2 separate regions of the Mus musculus genome follow, and region 1 is linked to region 2. A link is a contact called in public HiChIP or PLAC-seq data. All regions are on one chromosome and are shown on one strand. Each heading gives the region's core, a stretch centred on a gene start, on an enhancer-like site or on the middle of the called end of the contact. The rest is flanking DNA. Distances are from core to core; before and after follow the strand shown. Region 1 holds the start of Adamtsl5 (ADAMTS-like 5). Region 2 holds the start of Rexo1 (REX1, RNA exonuclease 1).

Region 1 (2,965 bases), core at 247-2,746, 210 kb before region 2:
ACACACCCACCTTAATCAGTTCTTCCTATAGACAATGTGTTCTTTTATTTTGTTTTTGTTTTTTTTTAAAGATTTTTATTTATTTATTATATGTAAGTACACTGTAGCTGTCTTCAGACACTCCAGAAGAGGGAGTCAGATCCCATTACGGATGGTTGTGAGCCACCATGTGGTTGCTGGGATTTGAACTCAGGACCTTTGGAAGAGCAGTCGGGTGCTCTTACCCACTGAGCCATCTCACCAGCCCCAGTGTGTTCTTTTATAATGCACAAGGAATCCTTTAAGGACAGTTTTTAGGTGGCTGCAAGTTTAGTCACCCCTTTCATCTACCTTCCTGGGTGGCCAGGAACCAACCATTCCATTTCTCCAGGCCTCGGTTTCCCCATCTGTGCAGTGAAAACCCGCGGAACCCCATCCCTGAGTCTCTGAGAGCCTGTAGAGGGATAATTAATGGAGGCTCATCCAGAAACTCAGGGTGGAATGGATGTCCCCCTCCCAGCTGCCCCCCAGCCTCTGGGGACCGCTGTGCTCCCAGGTACCCCATAGCCTAAGGGACCTCCTCCCCACCCCCAACCCCACCCCGTGGCAGGCGCTGGGCGGCTGACCTGGCCTCCTGCCAACACGTGGGTCATGGTCTCATCTGCCAGAGCTGCGGGCTGCGGTGCCTAGAGGATCTGCGGACAAGAAGAGCAGGGTGGGGCTGAGTGGAGGTCTCAGTTTCCCCAACTGTAGAGACCGGATGAAGTCATTCTCAGCCGACGCCCTCCTCCTCGTGATCCCAGCCTGGCAAGACCAGCCAGGAGGGAAGGGAACCAAGATGAAGTGAGTCCCTTCTGGGCCCGGGCCAGGCTCTCTGAAGGGCACACGGGCTCTCAAAGATCTGCAGCCCACAGGGTCCAGGTACCTGAAAAAGGGGTAAGGAGGACAAAAGTACCCCGGCCCGGCTGGAACCAGGGTCTCTCCGGTTGTCAGCCAATCTGATGTCCTTTAGGACACCTTGGGACCGAGATGGCTGTAAATTGGAAACTCACGGGAACTGCTTCAAGACACTCGCCGGACCCTTCCTTCTGCGGGCCCAGAAACTGGGCTGTCCCGGGAAGGAAGGAAGAAGGAGGCTGGGGAAGGCCATCTCATAACCCCCTTCGTGAGGGGGGCTCCTACCCATGTCTGTCAATGCCCTCTCCCGAGCACCGCATCTAGCACTGCATCCCTCTCCCGCATTGGTGCACCAGTCACTGGGGTGTCGGTCTCCTGAGTTTCAGTCCCATCCCGTAGGAAGTGCGACCCCCAAACTCACCCACCATCCTAGGGATTGCTGCTTTCGCTCCGAGCAGGGAAAGAAACCAATCTCATCCCCGCCGCCACACCGGGTGGAATAGTGGCAGGATGGGAAGAGGGACTTACCATCTGCTGAGAGCCCAAGGCAATACGTCCAAGTTTCCCCGGGACGCCCCGGGGACTGGCGGAAGCGGCGGGGCCCCAAAGTGCGGGACTGCGAACTCGGTCGATCCCTCCCACCCGGGCCTCCTAGGCGCGCCCAGGCTGGGGTCACCGAGGGCGCAGGCCAAGGGCGCCCTCGTGCGGCAGGAGAGGGCGCACGCGTTGGGCCCGGACCTGCGGCAGGGGGCTGACCTACTGTGTCTGACAGCGCAGCTCAGCGGCCCAGCGTTGGTCCTGATATCCTGGGTGCCAGTGACCTTGGGAAGTGCAGCTGCGGGGCGGTGCGCGGGGGTGACTGGACTGCTATTCCGGGCGCCGCGCTCAGGGCCAGGGAATGTGCCTAGCGCTGGGGCTTGGGGTGGGATAGTCCATGCCAGGGCGCCCTCTCACTCTCAGTACCCCGTCCTGCTCCGTAGCACCCCGCAGCCAGATACGCCAGATTTCCTCTCCTCATCCCCATCACCCACTCAGGCCAGGCTCCTAGCTCTGTCCCAACAATCCCTGGGACCCCAACCCAGGTCTCCATCATCCCTGCAACTGGGACTTCCCACCCCGTCCCTGTTACCCCCAATTAGACCTCTCCACGCTGGTCCACATCATTCCCCAGTTAGACCTTCCTGCCTTGGTTCGCATCTCCACCCCCCCCGCCCCCCGACTCCTCACTCGAGTCCCAAGCATCCCCTCACGAGGCCCCGCGCGCCCGCTGGGGGCGGAGGGACCCTCCCTGCCCCACATTCCCAGGCGCTGCCGTCACCAATGCTCCACCCGGTCCCGCCCTCTAGGCCTGGACGCCAGTGCTGCTTCTCTCCACTGGTTTTGGCCTCAAGCCCTCCGCCTCAGTTTCCCATTCCCGGCACTCTGCCAGCCTCTTGTGGACCCCCTGACCCCATCGCCTTCGTGTAGCCTCCCGGCAGCCGGGCAGAAGGACGCCGCACTGCGATGATCAGTGCTGTGTGGACCATGCTATTCCTGGGCGCTGAACTCGCCTCCTCTAGGAAGCCCACCTGGCTGACCTCTGGCCCGCTTTCCTCACAGGGCACGGTGCCTGCTGTATGCACTCCCTGAAAAGCAGACTGCCTGCAGTATTTACTACACATAGAGGACAGTGTCTGCTGTATACACCTGCCTCAGGGAGGTCCTCTGGACAGGGCTCAGCACAGGACAGCCGCTGGAAACATCTCTGAGTGTGACCACTCCGTGACATTATTATGCAAGTCACTGTGTGCACACAGCTATGGCCCAGCAGCCAAGCCCAGTGTGGGGAGGTGGCCATGCATGGCCATGACTCCGATTTCTGACACCCATCATCCTGTTGAAGAAAAGATGCTAAGGCCAGGCATGGGCTGTGAGGAGAACCCCTACAGAACATATAACCACTAAAGGGGCTAGAGGCAAGGGTGGCCTAGCCAGGGTCAGCAGGAGAATGAGAGACAATCCTGACGTCCTGCTGTGAAAGGAAGGGACCTCAGCAAAGCAAAGATGAGGACCGTGTTAGGGAGAGAGAGGGGCCCGTGCAGTAGGAGTT
Region 2 (3,056 bases), core at 403-2,902:
CACACACACACATATATATATACCATTATTTAAATAAAAGACAACAGCTTGAGAGAGAGTGGTCTAAAATAAACCTGGGACCTGGGGGTGGAGTCAGTGGTGAAGTTCACCAAGCCATTTCTAAGGAACAGAGGCCACCAGAGGGGACTAAACGGTACTCTAGTCAACAATGCCCTGTCTCTCTTTTAGAGATGACCACATATGTAACCCAGGCTGGCCTTAAACTCAAAGAGATTCACCTGCCTCTACCTCCTAAATGCTGAAATTAAAGGCATGCACCACCATACCTGGGTGCCATGCCACTTTTTAAAGGTTTTTGTTTTTAATTTCATCCACATGAGAGTTTGCCTGGGTGATTGCATTTGCACCACACATGGCTGGTGCCTTGGAACTGGGTTTACAAACCAGCCATGTGGCTGCTGGTAACCCAATCCAGGGCCTCTGCAACAGTAGCAAGCGTGGCCCCCACCCCTCAGACAGGGACTCACTGGCTATGGATTTCTGGAACAAGGCTTCCTATATAGACCAGGCTGGACTCAAACTCAGAGGTCCACCCGGCAATGCCTCTAGAGAAACGGGACTAAAAGTGTGCACGCAGCAGGCCCAGCCCAAAACAGAAAGTGCTCTTAAATCGGAGCCATCTCTCTAGGCTCTCCAATGTCTTCTTTAAATGCAATTGGAATCCTAAGGGTCCGGTTAGGGCCATCCCAGAACCTAGGAGGTTGCAGCTTCAGGGTCCTGGGTCCAAAACTAGCCTGGCCTACAACAGTAAAAACAAACAAAAGACAAATAACAAAACCTTAATGTCTTTTCTCTAATACAATACTTCCTACACACTGCCTGATCCCTGAGGCCTTCTTCAAAATGTCATCACACTAATTGCGACATGCTCCCTGCCAAGCTCAAAGTCCACACCCGTTCAAGGCAAGGGGGTTTTCCGCTCGACAAACAGCAGGTGCCCCTATGGCCTTGTGCATCCAACTACTGGAGACAGTGGGGGGGGGGGGGGGACTCATCCCAGGAAACTGTCGCGTTCGTAAACAAGGTATGCCACAAGCGCACAGGGTGGCGTGCGTGGTGACGGGAGGGAATGATATATCGTTCGGAACAAGGTGGACAGAATAAGAACCGGAGGAGTTGCACCAAGTCCCCTAGCTTGGGGACGGGGATGCACGGTCTCTCGCTCCGTCGTGACCGTCTTTATGCTTTAATGACCAGAGAGGTCTAGACATTTGCACAGCATCGCGATGGCAGCTAGGAGAGGGACAGCAATCTGACAGTGCGCGGTCTGGCTGAGCAAGGGAAACATGTAGCACGGGCGGGCTGTGGGACCCAGGGCGGTCCTATGGGCTTTACCTGATGCAGGAGATGCTGCGCCGCCGCTACCGGGAGCGCCGGGACCCCGAGCTCCGCGGTGCCGGAAGTGGCAGTAGGGCCGCCGGCAAGGCCCCCCGGGAGCTCCCGCCCAGTATGGGCAGTCGATGGAGCGGAAGAAGCCGGTAGAACGTAGCATGGTCCGTTCCGCAGCGGGGCCCCGGCCCGGAGATACCCGGGACCCCGGGACCCCTCCTCACACTCGCCCCGGAGGCTTCCGCTCGCGCTTTTCGGACCCCGCCGACGCCGCCATCTTGCCCCGAGGCCCCCAGAGGCCCCCGGGACGCTGTCGCTAGGGACGCCGGGAAGGGCTGACTGAAGTGCGCCTGCTTACAATGTCGTCTCCCGCGGAACTGTAGCCGTCGGAAGACCCGAAGCTTAGGACAAGAGAAGCTTTAAAGAACGCGTGATTATATGCTTCTGGTCCTGAGAACCTTCCGGCACCGGACTTTCGCGGGTGCAGCTTCGCAATCTTGAGCCTCAAGCCCCTGAGAAGCCTGGGCTGTCCAGAGTGCGCCTGGCTGGAAATGCACCGCGAGTCTCCGCTGTAATCTTTGGCTATATAAGGCCGTCGTGCGCCCCCCGGAGGACGAGGAGAGCTTCACGGCCAGGGTTTTTGTTTGATTTAGGATTTACTTTCTAATTCTATGTATGTGCAACATGAGTGTTTCTGATTCTCGCTGAAGTCAGAAAAGGGCTTTGGATACCCAGAAATTGGAGCTACTCATGGTTATGAACGGTCATGTGAGTACTGGGAACCGAACCCAAGTCTCCAATTGCTGTAAGTGCTCTTCACCACTGAGCCAACTCTCTAGCCAGGGTCTTAATTGGCTGAGGTGCCTATCCTGAGAAACCTACCTAATTGATGCTCAAATAGTCACCTAACCACGAGGGGTATCAGTGGGGCATTTCTTTTTTCTTTTTGCCGTGCCTAGATACATACACTAGACAAGGGCACTCCAACTAAGCTACACTCTGGAAATATATTTGATTTTTTTTTTTTTGTTTTTTTGTTTTTTTGTTTTTGCTTTGTTCTGGGGTGTTTGGAGGGAGGCGACACTGTGCACCCGCATGCAGAGGTTAGAGGAGCATACAGCTTCCCACCCCTTTGTTTAGTCTTCCATTTTCTTTCCTTTAAGACAGGCTTCTTCACTGAAGTACTTCAGCTGGGCAGGCTGGCTAGCAAGCTCCCAGCATCTGCTTGCCTCCACCCCAAAGCCTAGGGTGGCACTCACCTGGTCATACCCAGCTTTAAATGGGTGCTGGGGATTAGAACTCAGGTCCTGAGACCTGTGCACAGCTTTCTAACCCACTGAGCCCTCTCCCCAACCGCTTTTCTGTTTTGCTTTTGATTGAGGTAAGGTCTCATGTAACACAGACTGGATGGACTTGCCCATTACACAGTGCTGGAGATGAAACGCAAAGCCTTGTGCTTGCTAGACAGTTACTCCAGTCACTGAGCAACATCCCCAGAACCCCTCTTTCTGTTTGTCTGGACAGGGTCTGGCACTGTAGCCTAGACTGATCTTGGACTTCTGACAGTTTTCCTAAATGCTAAGATTACAGGCCTGAGTCACCATGGCCGCCTGCTTTTTAAATTTTTAATCAATTTATTTGGTGTTTATTTTAAAAGATTCTCCTTCTGCACTCCAGGCTCATCTCATTTTCAAATCTATAAAATC

The links. HiChIP or PLAC-seq counts read pairs in DNA pulled down with a chosen protein or histone mark.
Region 1: a FOXA1 HiChIP or PLAC-seq map of pancreatic cancer cells shows a contact between it and region 2. The contact joins the promoter of Adamtsl5 here to the promoter of Rexo1 in region 2. A contact is called at or near these places in 14 of 39 promoter capture datasets (the 3T3-L1 cell line, 3T3-L1-derived adipocytes, the C10 cell line and 9 more), 2 of 15 datasets of contacts at CTCF or cohesin (embryonic stem cells and large pre-B cells), 9 of 484 Hi-C or Micro-C datasets (the G1E-ER4 cell line, bone marrow-derived macrophages, cortical neurons and 4 more), 11 of 115 datasets of contacts at active chromatin or transcription factors (embryonic basal ganglia, embryonic hindbrain, embryonic stem cells and 7 more) and 3 of 9 other capture datasets (adipose tissue, liver and macrophages).

The regions. Positions count from the first base shown.
Region 1 is chr10:80,346,952-80,349,916 of GRCm38.p6, forward strand. It overlaps Adamtsl5 (ADAMTS-like 5), which reads right to left and starts at 1,497. Exons shown (of 13, transcript NM_001285435.1): 1 at 1,405-1,497; 2 at 606-674.
Region 2 is chr10:80,559,908-80,562,963 of GRCm38.p6, forward strand. Rexo1 (REX1, RNA exonuclease 1) reads right to left here and starts at 1,653. Exons shown (of 15, transcript NM_025852.3): 1 at 1,357-1,653. The coding sequence starts at 1,513.